2 separate regions of the Ovis aries genome follow, and region 1 is linked to region 2. A link is a contact called in public Hi-C data. All regions are on one chromosome and are shown on one strand. The core of a region is the stretch at or near the end of the contact, and the rest is flanking DNA. Distances in the headings are between cores, read along the strand shown. Region 1 holds the start of TIMM8B (translocase of inner mitochondrial membrane 8 homolog B). Region 2 holds the start of FDXACB1 (ferredoxin-fold anticodon binding domain containing 1).

The links. A called contact is a pair of places that touch in the nucleus more often than the background predicts.
Region 1: a contact with region 2 is called in a Hi-C map of muscle, with 5 times the contacts expected there. The contact joins the promoter of TIMM8B here to the promoter of FDXACB1 in region 2. A contact is called at or near these places in 4 of 16 Hi-C or Micro-C datasets (blood, liver and muscle).

What each region holds. Positions count from the first base shown.
Region 1 is chr15:22,081,115-22,084,017 of ARS-UI_Ramb_v3.0, reverse strand. TIMM8B (translocase of inner mitochondrial membrane 8 homolog B) reads left to right here and starts at 1,407. Exons shown (of 2, transcript XM_004016024.4): 1 at 1,407-1,513. The coding sequence starts at 1,430. It overlaps SDHD (succinate dehydrogenase complex subunit D), which reads right to left and starts at 1,276. Exons shown (of 5, transcript XM_060399701.1): 1 at 1,198-1,276. The coding sequence starts at 1,249. NKAPD1 (NKAP domain containing 1) reads right to left here. Exons shown (of 7, transcript XM_060399700.1): 7 at 2,866-2,903.
Region 2 is chr15:21,915,745-21,918,566 of ARS-UI_Ramb_v3.0, reverse strand. FDXACB1 (ferredoxin-fold anticodon binding domain containing 1) reads left to right here and starts at 1,280. Exons shown (of 5, transcript XM_004016016.6): 1 at 1,280-1,492; 2 at 1,972-2,125. The coding sequence starts at 1,321. It overlaps CFAP68 (cilia and flagella associated protein 68), which reads right to left and starts at 1,896. Exons shown (of 4, transcript XM_060399276.1): 1 at 1,745-1,896. The coding sequence starts at 1,789.

The DNA.
Region 1 (2,903 bases), core at 158-2,657, 170 kb before region 2:
CTTGCCTCTCATTTGCATGTTCCTCATTTTGTTTAATGATATCCCAGTCATTCATCAACCTAAACCAAAAATCTGGAAATCATGTAAGACTTCCCTTCTAAATTCAGTCAAATACCAAATCATACTGATATAACTCCTTAGCATTTCTTGAGACTCTTAAGTACTACTTTCCAACTTCAGGACCTCACCATGTTTGCCTAGACTACTACAATAAGTGTCTCAATTCATCTCCTAACTTATGTCTTAGCTTGTCCCATCTACCATGATGGCCATCTATAATATCACACAGTTATCAAGGTGGTCAATCTAACTGCAAATCTGTGTAAAATGTTTCACCGGCTCCCTTTCACATAAAGAAAAATGCATACTCCACATCAAGACAAATTTTTCTGAGATTTGATTTCAGTTTAGTTTTCCAGAACCATCTCATTCCTCACCTAGAGCTTCATGTTCTAACATCCAATTTGTTTTCTCTCACAACAAGCAGTTTCTATGCCTTTCATCATTGCTTCTGCTCATCCCACTAGCTCTAACTGTAATGCCCTTCTTCCTGTGGCCTTCCCTACCCTCAAGACTCAAATCAGGCACAGCTCCTTCAGCAAGTGAGACAATATAATCGTTCCGAAACACAGAGCTAGTATAGTCTTCTGGATTGGCATACAACTTAGATACTGTGCTGTAGTTTTTGCTTTCTGTCATATTACGCTTATGTAGTTTTCCTATAAAAATGGAAACTCTTTTTAAGGGTTGGAACTGCGCTTTCTCACATTTTTAACCCAATCATACTACAGTATACTTGTATAACCCAAACGCCCCCTCAATGAGTATCGAACTGAACTCCAAGGAAAACGACCAATACGTAAATTGGGACTTAAACACTGACACTTTTTTCTGATTCAGGGTGGGAACATTCCAAAGACAGGGAATGCGGAGAAAAAGAGAACTCGAGAACACAGCCGCTGCAGGACTATAACTTTCAGGCTACCCCCATCACCACGTCAGCCCAGAGCAGGGGAAATACGCACTCGGGTGGACATCTGGACACGAAGACAACGCTGGTCATGCTGTGCCAAAGGAAAGGAGGGACCCCCCCCCCCGCGCCCCCCGCTGAAAAGGTCTCACCACCCAGCAGACGAATCCTAACCGCATTCCTTTCCCCGGCTGGAGGCTGTGCTAAGAACCTCCGGCTGCCCTCACCTCGCCCTTCTCTGACGCCGCAGAGGACACTTAGCCTCCAGAGAGTCGCCATGTCGCTCTGGAAGGTTCAAGGTCAACCAGCAACCCGGAAGCAGTCATACGACAACATCCGCCCGCGACGAGGAAGAAAACAGAAAAGGAAAACGCCGCGTGAACCGGAAGTTGGAATTGGCGCGGGCCCGCCGTACATGCGCAGATAATTCCTCGGAAGGTCGGTATCTGGACGCAGAAGATGGCGGAGCTGGGTGAGGCGGATGAAGCCGAGTTGCAACGCCTGGTGGCGGCCGAACAGCAGAAAGCGCAGTTCACTGCACAGGTGCGGGGACAGGGACTAGTGTGAAGAGAAAGAAGGGTGAATACAAGTCCCAGGCACTCGCGGAGCTCTGAACGCTGGCGGCGTGGGGCGGCCGCCCGCCGCTCCGTGCTTGCTGCGCGTACTTCTGCTCACTAAAGAAACGAGTCACTTCTGCCGCTCGTTACCTGCAGTGCTCAGATGCCCTGTGAGCCTAGCGTAGGGGAAAGAGAAGGTGTAAAGCGAAGCAAAAAGGTTCGGGTGTCGCAAGTGCACGGAAGCTTAGTTTGGTGGCGAGCTCTCTAGGCTGGCATTGAGAGGACCCAGCTTCTCATACCGCTCTGTCCCTTACAGGCCACGTGCCCCTAAACAAAATACTCACCCACCGTAGGTCTTGGTTTCACAGCAGGCAGTGGCCTGCTGCCTCACAGGATGTCGAGGATCATAAGCAATAATGTATTTGAAAACGATATAGTAGTAGAGCATTATTGGATAAAAGTGGGCTGAAGTAGTCAGTCTAGACTGTTAGGTTAGAACAAGAGCTTCGGAGCATAGTTCCAGCCCCGGCGTCGAGCTTTACTAGCTGCATGATCTTGCACTTATTACTTACCGTGCCTCTTAAATGGAGGTGACAGTCATCCTTTAAGACCGCGAAAAGAAGTGACTTACTACTTAGTACCCCAGCCTCCCGAAATAGCTAAGCCCTTGGTAAATGGTTATTCCCCGCTTTAGCGGGAAGTGGAGGTGGTGGGAAGGGGAGGACTCGTGGAAGGTAAGTGGCAAGAACCCTAGTTCGAAATCTTCGGGTCCTGAACATTTTGAAAGCGCACCCATTTTCTGTGCTTCTGTGTGTATTTTTCTGTAGATTGCGTCCGTAACCGTCATTGATTCTCACATGTCCCTGAGCCCCAAAAGGTCAACGACTTAAGAACTGCTAAAGAATAGGCTTAGAATGAGATGAGTGCAGTGGTTTGGGGGAATTAATTGGTACCATAGCTTTCCCAGCTTACACTGGTGTTAATTTGGAAATAAGTTATCGATCCTGCCTGCAGTTTTACAGTCTGATTGAGGAAGTGACACAGAAAATAATGGCGCTCTCAAGGAGGTGATAATAAACTGGAAAAACCATTAGGGCCAAGTTAAGTATGCTGTGTGTGGACCTACCTCATTGAAACACATTGGTTGGGTGTTAAATAAGGGAGTGCCCTGAGTGGCTAACAAAGAAACTGACGCATTAGGCCAGCACTGGGGTGACTTGATCAAAAGTACCTATTTTTCAGTTACTAAGGAGAAAAATAGACAAGGAGAGGATGAAAGTATTGTTGCAGGGCAGGAATGAGGAGTTGGACTGTATTGGTAACAAATTAGGAAGTGAGGAAGGAGTCAAAGAATGGTTTAGTCAGGTAACAGAAAA
Region 2 (2,822 bases), core at 31-2,530:
TGCTGCTAAGTCGCTTCAATCGTGTCTGACTCTGTGCAACCTCATAGACAGCAGCCCACCAGGCTCCCGCATCCCTGGGATTCTCCAGGCAAGAACGCTAGGTCTTGTTGATTTTTGAATCAGTGCACTACCTACCCTCCATCTCCACTACCAAGTTTCAGTTCAGATCACTATCAGCCCTAGTCTCCATTACTGCAGTAACCTTCTATCTGGACTCCTTGCCACCAACCTGTTCTTCTTGTATTCTTTCTCCATAGGAAAGCAGAATTTTTGAAAATGAAAATCTAATTGTGTCATCGTCTACTTAAAAATCTTTCAGTGGCTGGCCACTGTTTTCAGAATAAGGTTCAGGCTGTAAAAAAAAATGCCTATATGACTGGTCTCTGCTTTTCAGTCTCATCTGTTATCCACTCTCCCTCAAATCACATTTCAGTCAAACTCAGCTACTGTGTTTTCCCATCATGCTTTTGCATTTATTGTTACTTCTGCCTTTTCAGTCCTCCTGACTCAGGTAAGGTGTAGTCCCCCCACTCCCCTTAGCTTTCAACTCAGGTGCACTTCATCCACAAAATCTTTCCACTTCATCCCCAAACTTGGTCCCCTTCAGTGTGTTCCTCAGCGACCTGAATTACTCCATTTATAGTACTGCATCTCACTAAATCAGAATTGTCTCTTTTGCCGTGCATTCTCCACCACATTACAAGCTCAGAGAAGTCATAGGCCACATCCTGTTCCTCCATATATCGAACAGCCTTCATAGGCCTGGGGTATAACACTCAACACTTCTTCAATGCATAAAAGGTAGGGGAAAGAAGCACCTGGAAAAACTCCGAATAACAATGATAATCGGTTGCAGTCATTTCAGATGAGATGAAGGCTGTTACAAAATCCTCTGAGTCAGGATGCAGAACACAGCACCATCTCTCCTCGGCCTCAGCCCAGCCCTGCTTCGTTCACTCAGAACTCACTTCGACCTGTCTGAACACCCCCCCCACACCCCCGCCCCCAACCCCCCGAAGCTAGTGACTCCTCAAAGCCTCAGGCTTTGAAGTCGCTCAGGGCCGCCCTTGGGCTCAAAAGCATTTAACACTTCCGATGGGGTGAGGGAGTGATGGGATTGCGTGGCCGGTGTCTCGCTCTTGCTCTCATGGCTATTTTCCTACTCGGGAAGTCGCCGCCCCAGTTTGTCAAGACAACCAGACGCTGTGACGCGTCATCAACCAGCTACGCGTGAAAAGGTGGGGCCACAAGAGAATCGCGAAGGAAGTGACGTAAAAAAAGAGCGCCTCGAAGAACTTGAGATGGGAGCACGTGGGGGCCATGGCCCCGCGGCGCCTCCTGTTGGTTGGGGAAGGGAATTTCTCTTTTGCCGTCGCTCTGGGTGAGACCCTGGATCCAAACACTAGTCTAACCGCCACCTGTCCCCAGCGCTCAGCGGACCTGGCCCGGGATCTGGTGGCCCGAGAGAACATACAGCGCCTGCGCGAGCGAGGTAGCGAAGCCCCGCCCTCCACGAAGCCACGCCCAGCTGTGGCGCCCCTCGAAGTGGAAAGGGTGGGAATAGTGGGGATTCAGGGAACTTGGCCGTTGCTCTTGGTCTTCCCCGGGGCTTCCCAGGTGGCTGTTAGTGGTAAAACACCCGCCTGCCAATGCAAGAGTCGTAACAGATGCGGGTTCTTAAGAGATCCCTGGGTGGGGAAGATCCCCTGGAGAAGGGCATGGCACCCCCCTCCAGGATCCTTACCTGGAGAATCACATGGACAGAGGACCCTAGCCGGCTACAGTCCATAGGGTCTCAAAGAGTCTGACTGGACCAAAGCGACTTAGCACACACGCACTTCATCTTCCCATGGACATTGACAGACAGCCTGCTGTGTGCCTGGACTTGGGCTGTTTTGCACTTCGTGTTGGGGAGGGTTTTTCTCTCGTTCCAAGGCTTTATTACATCCTCCTGTCTATATTTCATGCCAGGTAATGAGGTACGCTTCGGTGTGAACTGCACCCACCTGGCAGATGCCTTTGAACCACACAGAGAATTTGATCGAATTTATTTTAACTTTCCGCACTGTGGGCGCAAAGCTGGAGTAGCTAAGAACAGGGAACTGCTTGCCAAGTTTTTCCGGAGGTGAGGAGAGCTGAGCATTCACGAGTGAAATGTTTAAGATGTACATTGCCTCTCAGACATGTTAGTTTGGGAAATAGGACTTAAAAGAGAACGTGTTGCTCCAAAGGAACCCAGTCTAGTTGGAGAGGCAGACATTTAACCCTAAATGCTAAGTACAAGTGCAAACATGTACTGTTGGGCCAGAAAAGGGAGGGTCACCTATTTTTGATAATGCAAAATGATAGTAGCCAGTATAAACTAATTTAGGAGACAAACTATCTGCATTCAAATCCCCACCCACCACTTAGTAGCTTTGTGGTTTTTGTGATTGTTTACCTGATCCTTATTTGCTTTTGCTTCCTCATCCATAAACTGAAGATATTAACATAACTACCTCATAAAATTATTGTGAACTTAAAAGTGCTGTATACTATTATACCAAAACATGAAACATAGTTATCATGAAACTTTGCACAGAGGCAGTATTTTAAGTTAGTATTTGAAGTACAAGTAAAATTTTAACAAGCAGGAGGGGAGTGAAAAGAACAGCTTTCTAAATGAGAAAGAACAGCCTGATCACTGAACCACATATAGTAATTTTATAGACATTGACTTTTCAATGAAATATAGGTGAACAATAGAAATGTGAAGCTGGATAACTTTCTGGTCAGCCACTAATATTAGTTATGAGTTGAGCATTGAATTTAAATTCTTACTT